Regions from separate parts of the Pan troglodytes genome. Here region 2 is linked to region 1. The links are chromatin contacts, called in public capture Hi-C maps. All regions are on one chromosome and are shown on one strand. The core of a region is the stretch at or near the end of the contact, and the rest is flanking DNA. Distances in the headings are between cores, read along the strand shown.

Region 1 (4,026 bases), core at 866-3,365:
CCTCTCCCTACCCTTCAGCTCTTACTGCACACACTCACCCCTGCTTCCCTTCTGGTTTCTCCTCTCCTCCCTCATCTCAAACGGTGCCCACTGCAAGTCACTCCTTCTCCATCTCTGACTGCAACTGGCCCTTCCTTGTCAAAAACCCTTCTTCCTCCAGCTCTGGGCAAGCCCTCCCTCCTGTTCTCCTGAGCAATCAGATGCCACACAGGTTACTACAGTGCAGCCCTCTCAGCTCTGACTACTTATAAGACACCCTGGGCTCTGTTTAAACCTGAAAGCTCGATTCGCCCCAAGCCAATGGAATCCAGTGTCTTTTCAAAGCCTCCTGAAGGATTCAAATGCGCTCCCAGGGCTGAGAAATAAGGTGGTCCACACCTCTATCCCATGTGGATTAACCTCCTCCCTTTATAAAAACAAATGCAAGGCCCTTCAAAAGCCTTTTTTTTTTTTTAGACAGAGTCTCAGTCTGTCGCCCAGGCTGGAGTGCAGTGGCTCCATCTTGGCTCACTGCAACCGCCCGGGTTCAGTCGATTCTCCTGCCTCAGCCTCCTGAGTAGCTGGGATTACAGGCATGCACCACTACGCCCAACTAGTTTTTTGTATTTTTAGTAGAGGCGTGGTTTCACCATGTTGGCCAGGCTGGTCTTGAACTTCTGATCTCAAGTGATCCACCTGCCTCAGCCTTCCAAAGTGCTGGGATTACAGGCGTGAGCCACTGCATTGGGGCCAAAAGCCATTCTTAATGATATCTTCCGTGTTTGGTTGGCTTTTGTCTTTTTTTCTTTCCTTTATTTAAAAAGCCTTTGGCCGTCAAGCCCTGGGAATTGGTGGCATTCCTCAATCAGCTCACAGTGCATTTGCATGACCAGTCCCTGCATGTCCCCTCTTTTCTTGTGCTAAAGGTGATTATCCCCAGGCCCGAATCCTATTCTTTTTTTTTTTTTTTTTAACCCATAGACCATCATTTTGATATGTTTACCTTTCTGTTTGAACATGTTCTTGCAAAGTGTGTTCTTCTGTGTATATGTACTTTTACGTATGGCAATGACATGCCCTGTGGTCCCTGCCAGTGACTTGGCTTCCTGGTGCTCCATAGGTACATCTTCCATAAAGACCGTGCCCTGAGCTCACCATTCCTCTTTCTGAGAGAGCTGAGGCAGTTCTTCCTTCAGGGGAGCAACCATTGTTCTAGGCTCAAAGCAAGTCTGAGAGAGACGCACACGTGTGGGATTCTAGGACCTTGACCCTCCACCACAAACAGAGGCACTCACCTCTGCATTCTGGGAAACGACAGTCTGTGTGTCAGCCAGATAAACACTTAAGTTCAGGGGCATCTGACAAACAGCTGTCCCCACCGACCTTGTTTTGTTGGTCCCATTTTCACAACTGCTGATGTGGCTTCCTGAGTTCCTGGCCACTTGAATAAACAACCAAGAGCAGCAGCCTCGACGCCCGCAGGACCCTGCGCAGGCCGCGCTGGGCAGCTGTCCATCAGCACCCCTGTGCACACAGACAGCAGGCAGCAGACCAGCGCCCTGGACAGCTGGTACCGACGCCCTCCATCTGTCTGTCTGTCCCCAGGGCTGGGTGGACAGGGAAATCTCTTTACAGTGCAGACAGCGGAGCCTGGTGCTGAGACCATCTGACCTGATCTTGAAAGGACTGCATTCTCCTGCCACTCTCTGGCAGATTCCAGCTTGGGGCCTGTTTTCTGGAGCTAGCTGTCACATGAACCCCAGCCTGCTGGCTGGGAGATCCAGCCAGGTCAGTTTTATGGCCAAGAGAGCAACCAGTTTTATGGCCAAGAGAGCAACCAGTTACTATCTCAAGCTGGAGAAAATGGATTATCTTTAGTCCTTCTGTGCAAAACTAAAACCAAAATGTTTCTGTTTTTGGTTTGGGAGTGATGCATCTGGGCAGAGGGGTGGGGTGTTAGACTCAGTCCATGCCCCTCATTTTGCAAGGCTGAAACTGAGGCCAAAGGGACTTGCTCAGGGTCACAGAATTGCAGAAAAGCCCCCAGTCAAACTCAGCGGTCCTGAACCCCAGGCTGTCCTTTCAATTCCCCAGCCTTTGTTCCAGGTTTCATCCCCCACAGGGCTGCTTGTCCTCATCAGTGCACAGTAATCTGAGGCTCTGCAGGAGGGGGCCGCCTTCTCTTTCATGCTGTGCTGTTGAGCGTAGACCACAAAACGTGGAATACCTTGCCCAGGGTTTCTGTCCAGCTTTGCTGTGTATTTCAATCTTTTGAGCTTCAGTTTCCAACTCTGGGGAGAAGGGCTAACAAGAGTTATGATATATGCATCAGGAGCTTTAAAATAGTCATAGCCTTTAACCCAGCGATTGGACTTCTGGGAAATTATCCTGTAAAAGTGATTGAAAAAGCTTTATGCTCACAATGTTCATTGTGCACATAAGAAAAATGAATCTCCAAAACAGTTTCAAACTCACAAACAGGGCATGATCCCAGCTGGGTTAAAAAAAAAAAAAAAAAGGGAAGGAGGCCAGGCGTGGTGGCTCACGCCTGTAATCCCAGTACTTACGGAGGCTGAGGTGGGTGAGGTCAGGAGTTTGAGATCAGCCTGGCCAACACGGTGAAACCCCGTCTCTACTTAAAATACAAAAATTAGCCGGGCATAGGGGCGGATGCCTGTGATCGCAGCTACTCAGGAGGCTGAGGCAGGAGAATTGCTTGAACCTGGAGGCGGAGGTTGCAGTGAGCTGAGATTGTGCCATTGCACTCCAGCCTGGGCTATAAGAGCAAGACTCTGTCTCAAATTAAAAAAAGAAAAAGAAAAAAGAAGGAAGTAAATAAACAATACCCAGGGTTGCTCAGGTGATGGGTTTATAAATAATAGTTTCTTTATTCTTTTACTGTTTCAAAATGTTTTACCGTGTATCTACCATCATGCCTCACTTAACAATGGGAATATGTTCTGAGAAATGCATGGTTAGGCAGTTTTATTGTGGTGTGAACATTGTAGAGTGTACGCAAACTTAGGTGGCGTAGCCTATTACACGCCCAGGCTCTGTGGTGTAGCTTATGGCTCTTAGTGTACAAACCTGTACAGCGTGTTACTGTACTGAATACGGTAGGCAACTGTAGCACAATGGTAAGCATTTGTGTCTCTAAATATAGAAAAGGTACAGTAAAAATACAGTGTAAAAGAAAATAAAATGTATACCTTGGCAAGGTATAGATTTTAAAATGTGTACATAGTAAGTGCCCTGAACCTATATACCTGTACAGCGCATTTACCATGAATGGAGCTTGCAGGATGGGAAGTTGCTCTGGGCAAGTCAGTGAGTGAGTGAGTGTGGAGTGGATGAGAAGGCCTGGGAGTTGCTGTACATGACTGTAGACTTTATAAACACAAGACACTTCGGGTACACTACATTTACTCAGAAATTTTATTTTTCGAAATAAATTAACCTTAGCTTACTGTAACTTTTTTACTTCATACATTTTTAACTTTTTAAACTTTTTGACTCTTTTGTATTATAATAACACTGAGCTTAAAACACAAATGTATTGCACAACTGTATACAAATATTTTCTTTCTTTCTTTTTTTTTTTTTAGACAGAGTCTCACTCTGTCACCCAGGCTGGAGTGCAGTGGCACAGTCTTGGCTCACTGCAACCTCCCACTCCTGGGTTCAAGTGATTCTCCTGCCTCAGCCTCCCCAGTAGCTGAGACTACAGGTGCATGCCACCACGCCCAGCTAATTTTTTTTGTATTTTTTTTTTAGTAGAGACCGGGTTTCACCATGTTGTCCAGGCTGGTCTTGAACTCCTGACCTCATGATCCACCCACCTTGGCCTCCCAAAGTTCTGGGACTACAGGCATGAGCCACTGCACCTGGCCCATATTTCCTTTCTTTATATCCTTACTCTATAAACTTTTTCTATTTATTTATTTTTATTTTATAAATTTTTTGTTATAAAGATGCAGACACACACATTAGCCTAGGCCTGTACTGGGTCAGAATTATGAATATGGCTACCTTCTACCTCCACGCCTC
Region 2 (4,026 bases), core at 785-3,284, 510 kb after region 1:
AATGAAGAGGCAAGAGAGTGGGCACTGAGGAGCAGCCCTGATAGACCTGATCTTCACATGTGTTAATTTGTGGGAACAGGACCACATAGGACTGGAAGTGTTTCTTGTGAAGAATCAAGGAAGGTTCCTGGGAACAATTCAAAAGAAGAAAAAAAACCACACACACACACACACAGAGAGAGAGAGAGAGAGAGAGATTCACTGTGGTGTTATTTATTGTGTGAAAAAACAGAAACTCACAGCTCAGGTTACAAAAGAAATATGACTATAACGTATGCTACAGTGATACGAACAATAAGCTGGAGACAGGGCAGGGGCAGCGAGGCGGGGAGGCGTTTATGGCATACGCCACTGCAGGTGGGTCCCCTATTCAGTAACGTGAGTAGAGAACAAAATTCCCCTGCTCTATCCAAATTAGGCCTGCAAGAAACAAGGGCTCAAGGGAACGTGGGAAAATGAAGATGGTTTGTTGAATGAGATTTACAGCTTTCCACTACCTGGAGAAGCAAGTCACAAAGGGCTCTCCGTGGAGCCCAGGCACTGCACCCCAGCTGCCCGCTTTTCTCCAAGCACTTTCTCCTGCCCTTTTCTCGGACCCTCCCTCTCCCCGGGGCCCAGGGAAGCTGCCCTAAGCGCTGACTCCTCTCCTGGGGCAGAGAGATTTCCCTCTCATATTTCCAGGCTGGAACAAATCCCCCAAAGACTCCCGTAAATCAGGTCCAGATGCTGCACATGTCACAGAAAAAGGCTGAGAAGTCAACAGCTCCAGAAATCAGGAGGCGAAGCGGCAAGATCCCGTTTCATTTCCCAAGGCCCCTGCTTAAGACACAGCCTTAAGCAAAAGAAATGTTTTCATTTTGCATTTGCCTTAAAATGTCTCCCAACTCTCTGAGAGCCATATCAGTTCTAAAATCTTCAACTGCTCACCTTTTTTTTTTTTTTTTTTGAGAAGGAGTTTTGTCTCCCAGGCTGGAGTGCAGTGTTGTGATTTCGGTTCACTGCAACCTCCGCCTCCTGGGTTCAGGCAATTCTCCTGCCTCAGCCTCTCGAGCAGCTGGGACTACAGGTGCCCACCACCACACCCAGCCAATTTTTGTATTTTTAGTAGAGACGGGGTTTCACTATGTTGGCCAGGCTGGTCTCGAACTCCTGACCTCAGGTGATCCGCCGGCCTCGGCCTCCCAAAGTTCTAGGATTACAGGCGTGAGCCACCGCGCCCGGCCTGTTCACATTTCTGATCAAAGCGAAAGCCACTCAGTCACTCAGTGAGCCCGAAGAAGAGACCAGTAAGCAGGGCCAGCCTACCTGGCAGTTTACATCCTCTGCAAACGCTGCTCAGCAAATTCAACTATGTAGCCAATCACTCTTCCCTGAAGTGAGTTTTAAAGGGTAACACCAGAGGGAAACGGTGCTCTCAGACAAGTCACGGGGGTGCCCGCTGCCCAGCTGTGCACTAGGGAGCACCCCGGGGGTGGGGAGATTTCCCTCTCGCATTTCCAGGCTGGAACAAGTCCCCCAAAGACCCCCATAAATCAGGCCCCAGGGGGCCCTCAGCGCTTGGAGACTCTGGCCACAGACGTCAGCAGTGACTGCCCAGGCCTGGCAGGTTCTCCAGGGCCTCAGCCCCAGGGCCTGGGACCAAAGCCCCACCCTGCACTGACCACAGGTTAAATTTGCCCTGAAACTGGGGTCAGCAGCAGAAACAACACGCCCCTCACCCTCCCAACCACAGGACGCAGGCTCGAAGCCTGACGAGGTGATTTCCAAAGTACCATCTGCTCCTGGGAAGCCATTCCCTGAGCCGGAAGCTTGTTCCTTTTCCACTGTGAGGAAACTGGGGGCCACATGGCGTCACACAGAGCCCTCTGCAGGCTCAGTCACCCTCTCACTCTTGCTCAGCACGTCCACGGGCATAATTAAGTCTGTAGGCTGCGGGATCTCTGTGCCAAAACTGCTCTTTTGTTTCCCAAGGTGAAGCATCTGGAACCTGGGCATCCAGGCAACAGGCTCGCAAGGCCCAGATTCAGGGGCAGCCACGTGCGCCAGGCTGGCACCTGACACAGGGTGAGCAGGTGAGCCACTGAGCAGGACCATGAGGTGGCATGCTAAAGCTGGGCACAGCCACCAAGGGTGGGACACAGACCTGCAGGGCCTTCACGGGGCCAGGGCAGTGCCTAAGGGTCCACCTAGCACGCGTCAAGCACAAACAGCTGCACTATGCACATTCAGTCACTTAACGTCGCCCCCACACCAATGTTTTGGGGCAGGTGATATGACTGGGCCCCTGCTACAGAGAGGAGGTGGTTCAGAGAATGTAAACAACTACCCCCCACCTCCCAGAAAGATGAGGTAGAGCCAGGATCTAAAGCGGCCCATCTGTAGCCAACACCATAGTCATCCAAGAGACACACACCCATTCCCACACCCGCTGCACAGGAAAGAGAAAGAAGTCAGACTCGGACCCTGTCCCCAACCGCCCCAGGCTGGGAAATTCACCAGCACTGCGGACAGAGCAGGGGATAACAGCAGCATCAGAAAGACCCATAAGGCCATAGGTTTGCAGAGGGAATGCAGTCCCTCAGCAAGGAGCTTCAGTCGGACTAAACCAGCAGAAAAGGCGGTTTCCGAGTACCATGCTCGCACAACAGGGAGCCGCCGCCCAGGCCTGGAGATCCCTGTGACAGTCACGGCAGGACTGGGGCTGCAGGAGTGCAGAGCCAGGCGGGAGACAGCAGCGGGGTTCCCTACCCCACACGGCTCGCACCCACGAGCTCAGCCCCCAGCAGGACCCAGTCGGGCTGGGGACTCAGCTCCATCCAAGTGGGCTGAGCAGGGCCAGGCAATGGGTTGGAGGGAGCCATGACTCTGGGCCTGCAGCTGAGGAGGCTGCAAAGCTTCCTTCTGGAGCAGCCGATCAGTGGACGTGGAGCAAAGCCTTTCATTGTCCACAAAACACAGACGACTGCAGGGAGTCACAAGTGGGTGAGATCCAAAAGCTGTGTCAGGCTAGAAACCAAAACAGAAGACAAACCGGCGCACAGAGCAAGCACAGCGTAGAACTGGCTTCCGAACACAAGGGAAGGCAGGCGGGGAGACCATGAGTGCAGGGAACCAGAGAGGGCACAGGAGAGCTGCTCCCAGTCTCCCTTGTCCACTGAGCAGCTGTGTGGCCCTGAGCAAGTTGCTTGGCCTCTCTGGGCCCCAGTTTTCTCATGGATAACATGAATAGACTCAACTCCAGGACCAGAGTCTGGACTCCCTCCAAGCCAGACCTCTTCTGCAGCTAAATGAGGGAGGTGGGGCTCCACCATCTCAGCCTGTAAATCCCACCTCCTAGAAAGAGGCTCCCTGCTGTTCTATGGGCAGCTCCTGGAGGAGGGAGGGAAGGTCCACCCCGGGCAGCCCTGGGATTCCCCTGTTCTGTGCCACCCAGCTGACCAGGGGAAGAGGCCACCCAGCCAGCAGCAGGCACAGGGGCACCGTGGGAACCCTTCTGGTGGGGCCCCAGCTCTCACAGAGCATTCCTGGCTTTGGAGGGACAAGAACAAACCGCCAAAATCAACCGGCATCGGGCAGAGTGCTCAAGAATCGGCAAGCCGGACTCCAATCATGGCTCCAAGCAAGCTCATCTGTGCAGCCTCTTCCTAGGGGAGACTAGCTACCCCTCACAGGCCTGGCTGCTCCAAGGTTAAATGAGGGAGGAAAAGCAGGATCCAGCATGGTGCCTGCCACCCAGGGTCTCCTGCGATGGTGGCAACTGTGGCTCATTGACGGTGACGATAAACCTGAGACAGCTGTGGTCATTCCAAGTCCCTCGCCCTCATGCTCCGCGCAGGCCTGAGGTGCGGCCCCGCACAGGGCAGGGCCCGAGGAACGAACCAGTACCTCCCAGAGGACGGAAGGGAAGTCAGCACGGAAGCCTCACCTAGGGTCATTCCAGGGATTATCCCAGAAAGAGGGGAAGAGCAGCCTCCTCACACCCCGCAACTTCTCACCCGCACATTCAGGATGGGGTCTGGAAAGGGC

The links. Capture Hi-C pulls out chosen DNA fragments and counts their contacts.
Region 2: a capture Hi-C map of stem cell-derived neural stem cells shows a contact between it and region 1, with 4 times the contacts expected there. The contact joins two enhancer-like sites. A contact is called at or near these places in 1 of 1 datasets of contacts at active chromatin or transcription factors (stem cell-derived excitatory neurons) and 1 of 1 other capture datasets (stem cell-derived neural stem cells).

Annotation. Positions count from the first base shown.
Region 1 is chr2:197,931,781-197,935,806 of NHGRI_mPanTro3-v2.0_pri, forward strand. It overlaps LOC107970884 (a long non-coding RNA gene), which reads left to right. Exons shown (of 4, transcript XR_008547350.2): 4 at 1,100-3,199. Among named protein-coding and RNA genes, the nearest start is that of FAM43A, 65 kb to the left of the region's middle. Within about 2 kb of position 2,116, at least 6 of the 24 cell types and tissues checked have an H3K27ac peak or open chromatin away from gene starts, as enhancers often do. A contact at or near this core is called in stem cell-derived neural stem cells, where this site is marked.
Region 2 is chr2:198,439,562-198,443,587 of NHGRI_mPanTro3-v2.0_pri, forward strand. All of the region lies in intron 1 of XXYLT1 (xyloside xylosyltransferase 1), which reads right to left. Among named protein-coding and RNA genes, the nearest start is that of XXYLT1, 17 kb to the right of the region's middle. Within about 2 kb of position 2,035, at least 7 of the 24 cell types and tissues checked have an H3K27ac peak or open chromatin away from gene starts, as enhancers often do. A contact at or near this core is called in stem cell-derived neural stem cells, where this site is marked.